Linked DNA regions of Callithrix jacchus: region 2 is linked to region 1. A link is a contact called in public Hi-C data. All regions are on one chromosome and are shown on one strand. The core of a region is the stretch at or near the end of the contact, and the rest is flanking DNA. Distances in the headings are between cores, read along the strand shown. Region 1 holds the start of ABLIM3 (actin binding LIM protein family member 3). Region 2 holds the start of AFAP1L1 (actin filament associated protein 1 like 1).

The links. Hi-C and Micro-C count contacts between places; a contact is called where the count stands out from the background.
Region 2: a Hi-C map of skeletal muscle shows a contact between it and region 1, with 4 times the contacts expected there. The contact joins the promoter of AFAP1L1 here to the promoter of ABLIM3 in region 1. A contact is called at or near these places in 2 of 3 Hi-C or Micro-C datasets (both in skeletal muscle).

What each region holds. Positions count from the first base shown.
Region 1 is chr2:47,830,875-47,837,364 of calJac240_pri, forward strand. It overlaps ABLIM3 (actin binding LIM protein family member 3), which reads left to right and starts at 3,355. Exons shown (of 24, transcript XM_002744352.5): 1 at 3,355-3,503; 2 at 3,870-3,969. The coding sequence starts at 3,957.
Region 2 is chr2:47,962,674-47,969,258 of calJac240_pri, forward strand. It overlaps AFAP1L1 (actin filament associated protein 1 like 1), which reads left to right and starts at 3,044. Exons shown (of 21, transcript XM_078362588.1): 1 at 3,044-3,133.

The DNA.
Region 1 (6,490 bases), core at 2,105-4,604:
AGAAACTATGGAACCACAAGCACCCTCTCCACCACTCCCACATCTTATAGACTAGAAAAACTTTGCATTCAAAGTTTTTTGTACATATTCAAGTGAGCATTTATTTGTAAATGAAAGGAGCAAAATGAGGAGGAAGCAGAGATGCAACTGGACTGGAATGAGGGAAAGGCAGCTGGAGAAAAAGTTAGGGGCCGAAGAGTTGCCTTAGTCATTAACAGCAGTGGGAGGCAGGGAGCAGAAAGTGAGGAGAGCTCGAGATGACCCCAGTTAGGGACAGGGAGTCAGGAAAGATGGGAGCTCTTCGTGGAGAGGAAAAGCCCACGAATGGGAGCCCAGCAGCAGCCTGTGAGGGGCGAGGCCATGGCCATGGGTTAAGCTGGCCCCAAAGCCTTTCCTCTTTCCCCTCAAAGAAGTTGGAAGGTCTGTCTCCCAATGATTTTGCCACATGGTTTTCAACACCCGGAGCCTTTGCCAGTTTCCTGGTGACACTTGTTTATCTCTATTCCAGATTCTTAACGTTCAAAACAAACTTCCAAACAAAGGGATCCTCTGCTCCGAGGGTCTCAGCTCCATTCTCCTGCAAAGACAGGGCCAACAACCCTGATCTCCTGATGACTTTCACAGCCAAATCCACAGAGAATCCCACCCCCAGCTTCCTCCTGCGTCTTTCCCGCTGCCCCTGATTGTTGTGGACATCCTCAAGGGCAAAGCTTTTTTAGCTTATTTTAACCCCTTTTTTCCTATCCTTATAAACTATGCAGAGAAAATAAGACTGTTCCCCCAGCAGATGCTATTTGGGCTTTACAAAGTGGTCCAAGACCCAGTGATCTCTCCTAAGAGCTGAATTCTTCGACATCTAGCTGGATATATTATCAAAGAGAACCCCAGACAAGAAGAATTCATCAATTAATCTCCATTAGTTAGAAAATGTTCAGGCATGGTTTCATGGCCACCACTCTGTGGAAAAGCCTAACAGCTTTCCATGAGTAGAGAAGGACAGCACTGTCACTGAGAGCAGGTGTAAGTGAGGGGTGATACTAATAATTAGCACGCATCAAGCCTTCATTTGTCATGCATTACACTATCCAAAAGATAGGCACTGTGCCCTCATACAGGTGGAAACTTTGAGGCTTATAGAGGCTATCTTCCCCAAAGTGAGACTGCCAGAAAGAGATGAAGCTGGGATTAAAAGCCAGGAAGGCTGGAAACGGCGCCTGGGCTTTCCCCAGGACACCATCGGGTTTAGCTAATTTGTGTTTTGCTCAGTTAATTGTCTCCCTGCCACCCTAGAACTGGATTTATGCTTATGAGGGTGGAGTTCTTTTTCTTTCTTTATTTTTTTATTTTTTCTGCAATCATCCATTACTGGGTAGAGCTCTTGTCTGTCCTGTTCTCAACGGTATCCCCAGAAGCCAGCCCTGGGCCTACTACAAAGTAGACACTCAATAAATAATTGCTGAGTGAATGAACTAGTGAATCAATATCATGCTTTTATTTGATTATGTTATATAATTTGAAATTTTCTGAACATTGAGGCTTTGGGTGATAACTAAATATGTTCATGGACAACAACTGTTAATTTTACATGTCTAAGTTATCTAAACTTTCTCTCAGAAAAATATATTTTTCCAAGAATTAGAACCTAGTAAGTTACCTGCAACTTGGGAATTGAATAAGGAAATTCCATCTTATAATGTAGGGGACACATAAAGTGGAATAATTTAAATATTTGCTAATCACTTATGTTCTCAAAGCTATTTTAGGCCTCTGCCCTTTTCAATAGCAAAGTGCTATGAATCACCTGGGATGCTTGTTTCAAATGCTGTGCAAGGGAGCCCAGAGTCTGAGAATCTGCATTATTGGAGGTGTCTCAGGTGTCTGGTACATATACAACATTTTGAGAATACCTGTGAGGACGTTAGGGCTAATTTTACCTCCACCCCATTGGACAAAATTCCTAACAAGCTATCAAATGTGTTTCAAATCCATTGATCCTTGAGTTTACCTAAAGATTCTTTAATGGTGATCACCTCTTGGGGTCATGAGCCATATCAATTTTATCAATTTTTTCCTCCCTGTGTAAGGTAGAAACATTGTATTTACCTGAAAGTTATTCTTTCCCCAATTTTAATAGGCCAGCTACCCAATCTTACACTAACCTCCCAGACTCTAGTGCACTGAGCCACTCTCACATAGGATTACGCTAGAAGTGAGAAGATGTGGTCCAGTTCTGCCACAAGATGCTGTGTGTCCTAGGGCAGGTTGCCCAGCCTCTCTGACCCACTGTTTCCTTGTCTAAGCTGGGGCTGTGATTATTCACAGCCTTTGAGTCTGCACATGCTCTAATTGGGGTCATGCTATAGACAAGGATCATGTGTCCTCTCAGTCTTGCTTTTTGGCACTCAAAAGTCATGCTTCTGTGATCATGAATTAGGTGCAGAAAGCGACAGAGTAAGTAGTCACAGGAATGTCAAGAGCCCTACCCCACTGAATCAATTATGACCTAAAAACTTTGGAATATAAACTTCTAAAATACACACCTATAAGATATAATTACAAAAAAAAAAAAAAAAAAAAAAAAAAAAAAAAAAAACTTGGGGGAATAGTTGGTTGACCATACAGAAACTGGCGTGGACCTGTGAGACCACATACCTGCTGTTCTCCTCAGATGGGGAAGTGTTTCAGGGTGGGGTGCCTAGGCAGTCTACTCTTAGGGCTGTGTAATATTAAACCCAGAAAATGTCTGGGTTGCTCTGTCAACAAATATTTATTGGTAGCTACTACATGCCTGGCCCTGTAGGTGAACCCTACTGACAGACCCAATCATTCATGGAGCTAACATTCTTGTGGGGAAAAGGAGTAATAAATAATTCTAATGATGAGTCGGTGATCGGGGATAAAGGGAATCAGTGAGGGAACAGGGGACACAGGCTGGGAGGCTGGGGAGCCCCTTATTGTCTCATCCACTTGTCCGGACGCCACATTCACAGTTGAGGAAGACGAGGCAGCGACGGTAGTGATCGCCTCAAGCCTAGACTGCACCAAGCTTTCCAGCAGCAGGCCGGATGGAAACTGTCTTCCTGCAAAGCCAGGCTTTCCTTCACGCCCCCCCCACCACCACCACCACCACCACCAATGATGTTTCTTTCCCTGTCATTGTCGAGTCCTTAGACCTCAGAATCAAGGGAGGGAAAACAAGCGCTCAAGCACCCTCTCGTTGGTCCCAGGACACAGGGTCCCGTCCATCCCCCATCGCACCCCAGGGCCCAGGCAGAAGCCCGGCGGGGCGGGGCCTCGGATACGCGCCGGTGCGTCCAGCAGGTGGCAGCAGCGAGCGGCCGCGCCCCCCGCGCTGCCAACCCGCGAGCCCGCATCATGGATGTCGAGCTCTCCTATTTCGCATTGCTCGCCCTGGAATTCGAGACCCCAGAAGAGGACCAAGATTCATGAATCGGTCGCAGGGGCCGGGGCAGGGGCCTCTGGCTCCCGACACTGGCCGAGAGGTGGGTTCCGGGGCGGGTCGCTGCTCCCTGAGGCCGGGCGGGGACGCGCTGCCCCCGCCCTGCCTCCCTGTGGTCCACACCCCCTTTGGGCTCCGGAGCCGCTGGGCAGGAATAGTGCGGGGTGCGCGCGAGCAGGCGCTGCCAACCCCACTTCTGCCCGGGGTTCAGATCTGAGGAGCAGGAGGACCGGGGCGCCGGTGTCCTGCCCTCTCCTCCTCCTCCTCCTCCTCCTCGCTCTCACCTGCGCGTATTAGTCCACGCGCCTTCAAGGCCAGTGGCTACAGCCCAGAGAGAGAAGGGACAGCAGAGGGAGAGAGAGCACCTGAGGATACAGAGCTGGCACTGGACTGCCTTTTCACCCCCCAGGTGATGAGTGAGGTCCGAAGAACGGAAGATTTAAAAAGCAGCCGGGGCCTCCGTATTGAATGAAAGACCCAGTGCAGAGACATCACCATGAACACTAGCAGTAAGTGGATCCTCCTCTCCTTTGCCATGGGAACAGGGGTGGGGGCGGGAGGTGCGGGATCCTGCGCTCGGGCCGCCTGGAAGGAGGAAGGAAGCCTGGCATCTCTGGACACATGACCCTCAGGCTCCTTTTTGGTGCTTTCTGTTCTCCTTGGCAGAGGGAAAGCTTCATGACTCTGCCTTTCGTGATCGTTTTGCCAATATTTTATCAGCGGCGCCGGTTGCCTCTGCTGGGAAGGCTGCTTGTCTCTTTCTAGCACTGCCTGGGAAGGCCTAGGAAGCAGTGTGTGGCCATTGTCTGACTGTGGGGGCTCTGAGGAGACCTCCCTGCACACATCTGGAAAACCATGGAGGGCCCTGCCTGCCCCAGAGGTGGCAAGAGCAGGGAGGCTGGCCTGTGGGCAGATGGGTGGATTAGGTGGGTGTGGGCTGGCAGTGGGCTGGGAATCGACAGTTTGATAAACAAATCATCACCAGGCCACCTTTGGATCTGGAGATGGTGAAAGCTCCCGTGTGCCTGCAGCCCGGTGGGCCCAGGGCTGGTTTCTGCATTCCTGCAGGCTGGTTAGCTATCCTTGAGAACAAGAGGACAGGAACAGTCCTTTGGCCAAGCACTCTAACATGCCAGAGGCAACAACTGCCTGCAAAGCCAGGACCAGATATTTTGTTGCCAGGTTGGGCCTCAGCTACTGAGAATGCAGTCCGAAACACGAGAAGGCACAGTCTGTTTCTCTTCAGTGTAGTCCCTTTAGCCGTGGGCACAGCAGAGGTGCTGTGACCTGGGAGGGCACGTCTCGGTTCCAGACTCACTCTCCTGCCCTCTTGTCAGCTTAACCTGTCTAGGTCATTCCAGCATCGCATGAGGCTGTTGAACCAGAGAATCCCTACACACAGTCACTCCCCTGGGTCTGTGACTTTGTTGTCAGTCCCCTCTCTGCATCTCAGACTGCTCATCTGTACAGTGAGAGGTGTTGAATTAGAAAGCCTTCTAATCTAAGAATCTACAAGGTTTTTTCTTAAAAAGCTAGAGCTGAGCAGCAAGGCCAGAACTATCCAGACCATTTTGAAACTATCCAGCTAAAGCCTACTATTTCCTCACATACCCTACCCCACCCCCACCTCCATTTCAAGACTGATGGCATAGAAAAGAGAAAAAAAAAAAAAAAGCAAAAGCTACTGAGATGAAAATGAAATATATTTATTTACTACGTATTTGTATGACTCATCTCTCGTCTGCCTTCCTTTGTGTATTACATATTGATGCTAAGCAAGCGAATGTGGCTGGACTCCCTCTGCCTCTTACAGCCAAAGAATTTTGCCTTTTGATTTTGACAGGCTGGAATGGTGTTTTGGCTTCATACCCGGCTCAGGAAAAGAGCAAAATCCTGTAGCCCCTATCTAGTGGGTCACATGTTTGCATCTGCATGTTTTCACGCAAATAAAGATATGAGTTGTCTGTCACTTCTCAGTATCTCTAGGGAAAAAAATGTATTTATGAGAATCCTTTCCCACTAAGTGACAGAAGAGAAAAGATGGCTCATCTATTTTTCAAGAAACTAAGACAAGAAACAAGCAACTGACTCTGCCCTTTTCTCTCCCTGGAATGCTAAGGAACTCCCATCCTATTAGCAATACTGAGTGTTCCTGAAAGAAGGAAACACAGACTATCCTTCTTTAAAAGAAAAGAAAGAAGAAATAACCAATAGAGTTGAATATGGCAGAAGATGAGGACTGGCAAAAATGCCACTACTTTTTCTAAGCAGGGAGAGTGTGTGTATTTTGCAGTAGTGGAAAATGAACAGAGGGGCATGGCTCAGGAGCTTTGGAAGCCCCAGGTACCCCCGAGGAGGAAGTGCTTCTCTAAACAGACACCTGGGGGATATAGCAAGCCCAGAGCTTTGGGGGGCTTAACTCTATCAACTCCCAAACCCAAAAGTCTTCAAGTACAGAGAACAGACATCAGACCTCAGAAGAAAAGGAGTAACAGAGTCATAAGATGATAAGGATAGGGCATTGGCAGGGGGTCCTTGGGTGATGGCAGGGGATCCTTGGGTGATCCGACTAAGTAAAAAAGCTCCCAGTTGACGTGTGAAATTCTTAACTTGATCCTCGTGCCTGATATCGTCCCTAATAGAAACTCTTGCTTAGTTTTTCTTTCACTTTTATTAATTTAGTCCTCACTCTCTACCAGCCACCATGCTAAGCACTCCCCTGATTGAGCTCAGCAGACTGTCCCACCGAACCTGTGAGATGGGTATTTATCAGCGGCGCCAGTAAAATTTGGTAAAATTTCACCAGTTTTGTGGGCGAAAATTTGAAGCTGTGTTCAGAAACATTGTAGCTAATGCTCAGTGGCTTCTTCAAGTCATGCAGTTAGTTGGATTGTGAAAGCTTCTTGGATATATAACACATTTGACCCTGAGTACAACTCCTAATCAATGGTTCAAATGTCAACACTGAAATAGAGGCAAAGCGTGAGATTACAGTCATCCCTTTGTACACGTGGGGCTTGGTAAAACTGT
Region 2 (6,585 bases), core at 1,794-4,293, 130 kb after region 1:
AGTTCCACCTGATAAGCTAAGAATGAGACTGGGGAGTATCATTTGTTTTCACAAGACCGGGAGCAGGAGGGAGCTGAAAGCTTGCTTCCTGGTATTGTTCACTAGGGCCAAATCTGATATCTTCTTAGAGAGCTGGAGCTCCCCACATAGAATCCTTCAGACAAGCACCAGTCAAACCTGGAAAACTTGAAAGTGAGCAAAGCAGGTAGTGAAAGGGAAGATATGAGGCAGCTCCTAAAAATCCTTGCCAGAGAGTTGCGCTCAAAATGAAATGAAAAGGGGGTACTAACAACCCTCATTCCCATCCTTGCCCTGATGCTTGCCCCTCAATGACGCACAATCCGGCCAAGCTGAACTGCTTCACAGACACGTCCTCCGCCTTTCAGCGCATTGTCTTTGTTCTCACCATTCTTTGCCCATAATGTTATCCCCTCATTACACGTTCTCAGTTGCCCCCCTTCCAAATGTCTGTCATCCATTACTGCCTCCGTGATTAGTAAAAAAAAAAGTCTTGCTTTGTCTGATGGACTCTAAGAACACTTTATTTCTCCTCTGGTACTTTTCATATAATAATTTGTATTATATTGTTTTGTACATATTTATCTCCTCTACTAAATTATAGATTCCCTGAGAGTGGGAATCATTCCTACTTAGCATTTCTTCTTCCAACAGCAACTTGCACAGAGTGCAATCGATATTGCCTAAGCAAGTTTATGGACACTGTGGATTGTTAGTTTTTATTAGAACTACAGGCCTCACTAAAGGAAGCATACAGGCAAAAAAAATAGTTATTCCTTGTCCAAATCCACAAATAACTTTCTCATCCATCTCTGTTACTCTGACAGCAACCAAGCTGTAGACAATTTAGTCAACATTGCCATCTAGTGGACATTATGAGTACTTATTTAAACCAGAACCATTATACCTTCCCAGCAACAATTTTTTGTCGATTCTCAGAACTGTGCACAGACCGTGGTCTCCCATTTCTATAATTTTCCCAGACCACAGCTCAGTTAATTCCACTCCATAAATTATTCCATGGACATGCATAAATTTTCCTTAGCCTTTTTTACTCTTTTGTTCCGATTCTCTGAGTATGTCTCCGAAGTCCTTGAAAGTTCTCTTTAAAAATCTCTACAGGGCGGGCGTGGTGGCTCATGCCTGTAATTCTAGCACTTTGGCAAGCGGAGGCGGGAGGAGCACTTGAGCTCAGACGTTCAAGACCAGCCTGGGCAACATAGTGAAACCTCTTCTCTATCTTAAATATTGTTTAAACATTATAAAAATTAAAATCTCTACAAAAGTCTCTGTTTTGGCAACAGTAACATCTCATACTGTTTTCCTAAACTATTTCAAAGAAATATTATGTTTTTAGAAGAATTAGTGAGCTAGTCCGATAACTTTTAAAACTTAATCCACTTGTAAACTGTTGGCTGGCTGCTGTAGAATTTAAACTGACCTTTTCAAATTGGAAAAGGGGACAGCAACAAAGAAGAACTCAGAAAATAATAATGGCTCATATTTTATAGCTGTTTGTGGTTTATAAAGAGGATCTGTATCATCATTTCATTTGTCCTATCATGAGGCTCCCCATAGCACAGATGAGCAAGAAAACCTCACTGATGAAAAGTTATTATACTATGTAGTATTTAGATTGGTGCAAGAGTAATAGCGTTTTTTGCCATTACTTTCAATGGCAAAAACCACTATTACTTTTGCACCAAACTAATAGAACAAGAGCCCATGCACAGGTTTTCATATGTTCACAACACCACGTTTAGTCGGAGTGCTGTCACACATACACACTAAATAAATTACTGATGCAATTTTTTAAAGACAATGTTAATTTCAATTTCCCCACAAAAGCAATAGAGAAAATATTTCCAGTCCGGGAAAATACAAGATGCTCCTTCCCAGGTCTTTTCTTGCCTCCATACCTTGTGGTTGGTGTTCACCATTCCAGAATGTTCTAAGAAGGGAACAGCGGACTGCTCAAAGCTGAAAACCATGGCCTGGCCCTTGGTGGGAGGAGTGGTGTCTAGGAGGACAATTGGTCCTGGACTTGACAAAGGGTCTTAAAGTCAGACGTTCGATATTACATATAAATGAGTGAGACCTATTTTCACAGGGATATCCTAATAAGGTGAAGAAGTTGACGTTCTTCATACAGCTTTAAACTTAAATTCCATTACTGTTCCACACGAGTCATAGCGATATTTTCCACAATCTTGGGAAGACTGCACTTACATTGCACTGTATTTTGTATGCTGAAAGCGTTCGTTTCCACATTTTTTAATCACTCTGTTTTACATGTTTTCGTGTTTTATTTTTCTACTCTTTTTCTGAATTCTCCCAGTTCCTCGTATGTTTTCACGTTTTAGTTGAAAGTGTCCCAAACCCTTGTCCACCTTTCAGCAAGCCTCTCTCGCTTTCCTAGGTGCTTTTCTTTCTGAAGATCTTTGTTATTCTTTCACTCTCCTTTCGCAACACCACCGCCACTGCACCTACATCGCCACGGGCCCACTCCCTGGCTTAGAAGGCGCTCAGAAAAGACCCGCGGCGAAAGAAGACAAACCCAAAGCCAGGAAACCGGAGGCGGCCGGCTGCAGGGAAGGGGGTTTTGAATACATCGGATGAAAACGCGCTGCACCGGCCTCCGCATTCCGGGATGGGGCGGGCTGCGGGGCACGGTGGTGAGCCCGCGTCGCTAGAGGAGCGCGGGCAAAGCCGCACACCACCTGGGTCCGGGCTGTGGCGGGCCGCGCGGGCGCGGGAACCAACGCGTGCGGACGGGGAAGCGGGTCCTCCGGCCCCAGCGGGAGCGCCGCGGAGGGCGGGAGGGCCAGAGGGCGGCAGGGCGCGGCGCGGGCGTGTGCGGGACCGCGGGGAAGCGGCCGGCGGCCCAGGGGGTGAGGCGTGCTCGGGTCTATTCCGGGAGCCGCGCGGAGGGGCGGGCGCGGGCGGGGCGGGGGCGGCCGGCGAGCATCCTGTCGGGGGGAGGGGACCGCGGAGAGCGCCAGCCGCAGGGCGGGCCCGAGAGCGCAGCGCGCCCGTCGCCACCAGCGGCGCCGGAGCCCTGCGCCCTGCTGCCCGCGCCCCGGGGACCCGGCCGACGCCATGGACCGAGGCCGGGGTAAGAGGGGCCACGGCCCCCGCATTTGCTGCGCCGGGCGGGAAAGCGAGACCCGGCGATCCGAGCGGGAGAGGAAGAGAAGGGAGAGAGGCGGAAGGTGGGGCGGGGGCTGAGGAACGGTCGGAGGGGACTGGGAGACGCGGCGCTGGAGCACAGGTGCCTCCAGCTGCCGGGACGACCCAGTGCATGTCAATGCCCGTGTCCTGGGGCCGAGTCGCCTCCCGTGTGTGAAATCGGAGTTTTCCTAGGCTGAGGATTTGTAACTTCATAAAAGATCCCCCTCTCGATTCTGGAGAACCGCGAGCTCCTCCCGCCGCCTTCCATTCTAAAGGGGAAGACAAGGTTTACAGGTTCAACACCCGCCGTGGGAAGCCCCTGGGGAGAAGCCCTAGGGCACCCAAGTTTGCAGCTACCCGGGGCACTGGGAGAAGGAAGAGCGCCGTGAGCAGGCGCGCGTGTGCATGTGTGCGCGAGCGAGCGAGGGAGGAGGCGGGGGGTGGCTCTGTCCCGGACCAGCTGTGTCCTCGGCCCAGGCCCTTCTCCCTGACCGGCGACAAAGTTGGACTAGATAGTCTCCCAGGCACCTTGCGGACTTTTTTCCAATGTGTTTAGTAGACGTTTCACCGAGGTGGAGGGACTTCTGAAATTGAGATTGACGTGAGCCAAGAGGGCGGCATTCATTGGGGGCCAGCGTATATCTCTTTTTGTTTGTTTGCTTTGTTTTGTTTTGAGACAGTTTCACTCTTGTAGCCCGGGCTGGAGTGCAGTGGCGTGATCTCGGCTCACTGCAACCTCTGCCTCCCGGGTTCAAGCGATTCTCATGCCTCAGCCTCCCAAGTAGCTGGGACTACAGGCGTGCACCACCACACCTGGCTGATTTTGTATTTTTAGAAGACAAGGTGTTTGACCATGTTAGTCTAGAACTCCTGACTTCAGGTGATCCGCCGACTTTGGCCTCCCAAATTGCTGGGATTAGGGGTATGAGCCACCGCTTCCACAGAGCAGATTTTAAGTAAAGTGGCCAAATGGGAGTGTGTGTGTCTGTAAAGAAGTGACCTACTTGGACATGGAAACAGTGTCAAAGGCTGGGAATCGGAACCTCAGGGTCTCAGTCTGCACCTCCGGGATCCAAAGAGATCACAGGTGTGAAGGCACTAGATAAACCGGTGAGTGCTGTGCCAACAGGGGAAGTGTTGTTATTGATCATGGAAAATTCCCTCCTCTCCCCATGATAATCTCACGCTTCTCCCCCATCTGCCTGTTTGCTGTGCTGAGCCCTTCAAGGGAGGAAAAAAGGAGGGAAACAGCGGCATGGGAACAATTAGTAAGTACTGGGGCAGGAATGAGCCCAGAGCAGGTGTGGGATAACCTCCCGCACTCCTGTTACAGGGAAAGTCGGGCTTGGCGAGCTTAGAGGGCCAGAGGGGACTCCTGGCTTCCAGTTCAGCCTCCCCACCTGATCCTCCCCAACACAAAATACCGCATTCATCTTCTTCAAGGGCTGGGAAGCGCAGGCAGGAAAGAGAGGGGGCTTCTGTTTGGTTCTTTGGCAACTGAGGCCTAGTTTTGTAAAGCTGTTCCCACCTGTTAACTGATTTCTAGGCAAGTGTGCAGAGAGTGTACATTAGGGAGGAAAAACAAAGAGAAGAGGCACCTCTCTTGCCCCTCAGTCATGCTGTTCCCACCTCCCACATCATATGTCTAAAGCAAATAGCACCATCCACCCTCCCCTTCACACTCCTACCCACCCCCCAACTCCGCCACCCTTCCACCACCTCTCTCCCCGCCAGTTTATAAATACCACCCTGTCTGATCTCCAGTAAAAAAAATTCTATACCTAACTCAGGCTTGTAGAAAGTGCACTGTGTCATCCTAAGACAGAGGGTGACAATAGTTCACTTCACTTTAAATGCTTGGTAACCAACACCTCCAGGTCAGAAGGCTGCCTCCAGAGCACTCTTCCTAGGAATCCCTTGGTGCTGAGAACCTGGGAGGGCTCTGACCTGCTCTCTTCCTGCAGGCTTTTCTAGCATACTATCATCCTTCACACCTCTTGTCACAACTTTATAGATGTAGTTATCTGACTCTTCAGTGTCTCTTTACCCGGAAGTCAGCTTCAGGAAGGCAAGGAGTGGATGGATCTATTGTGATGAATCTGCTGACACCATGCCTGGCACATGGTGCACTATAAAGTGTGCTGTATTTTACTAATTAAACCACTGCTGAGGAGCTCTAGCAGTGGTTTGTGGTTTCATTAGTAAAATACAACACACTTTATAGTGCACCTCAAACTGATTACTTGTACAGCAACGTTGACTTTTAAAAAGAGAATACTACTAATTCCTCACATCAGATCAGTCCTTTGTGACTTACAAAGGCCATCTCAAGTAAAGTGGTCTTGAGGCTGGGGCACACAAAATCAGTTTAACTGCCTGGATCCTCAGTTTTCTACTCTGATAAATAATTGTAAACACAACCATGTTATGAATCAGAATGCAAAATCTGCATGCATTTTAAGATAAAACGTGAGACTTCAAAAAGTCTTCCAGGCTGGGTGTGGTGGCTCATGCCTTTTATCCCAGCACTTTGGGTGGCCAAGGTGGGCAGATCACTTGAGGTCAGGAGTTTGAGACCAGCCTGGCCAACATGGTGAAACCCCATTTCTACTAAAAATACAAAAATTAGCCTGGCGTAGTGGTGGGCATCTGTAATCCCAGCCATTTGGGAAGCTGAGACAGGAGAATCGCTTGAACCAGGGAGGCAGAGGTTGCAGTGAGTGGAGATTGAGCCATTGCACTCCGCTGTGGGTGACACAAGTAAAACTCTGTCTCAAAAAAAAAGGGATTCCAGCAGACCTTTCTTGTACCCCTGTCCCAGGTAGGTGTGTACTCTCTTCTGTCATCAGGCAAGGCTTAAAAGGCACAGGTCTCATTTTGGCCTCCTGCCTACCATGTGAGAGGTGGGACTGTCATGCCCAGCCGACTGGGGAGAAAGCCACACGTCAGTATTCACGATAGTAACTGAAATCATCAAACTCTTGCCGTGTGCCAGGCACTGTCCTCAGCCTCTTATGTGGCCCCTCTCAGAACCCATAGGATGGGGACTACTATCATAATGGCACTTCAGAGGAAAGCGGGCTTTGCCGGTGTATTAGCCAGCGAGGGCCACAATAATAGAATACACAGACTGGGTGGCTGTAATAGCAGAAATTTATCTTCTCACAGTTCTGATGCTGGAAGTCTAAGAACAAGGTGCAGTCAGAGTTAGTGTCACGTGAGCCCTCTCTTGCTGTCTCATAGGGACACCTTCTTGCCATGTCCCTTCATGGCCTCTTCTTTGTGCATGCAGAATGAGATCTCTGGTGTCTCCTCTTCTTATAAGAACACCAGTCCTCTTGGATTAGGGCCCCACCCTTATGACCTCATTTAACCTTAATTATCTCCATGAAGACC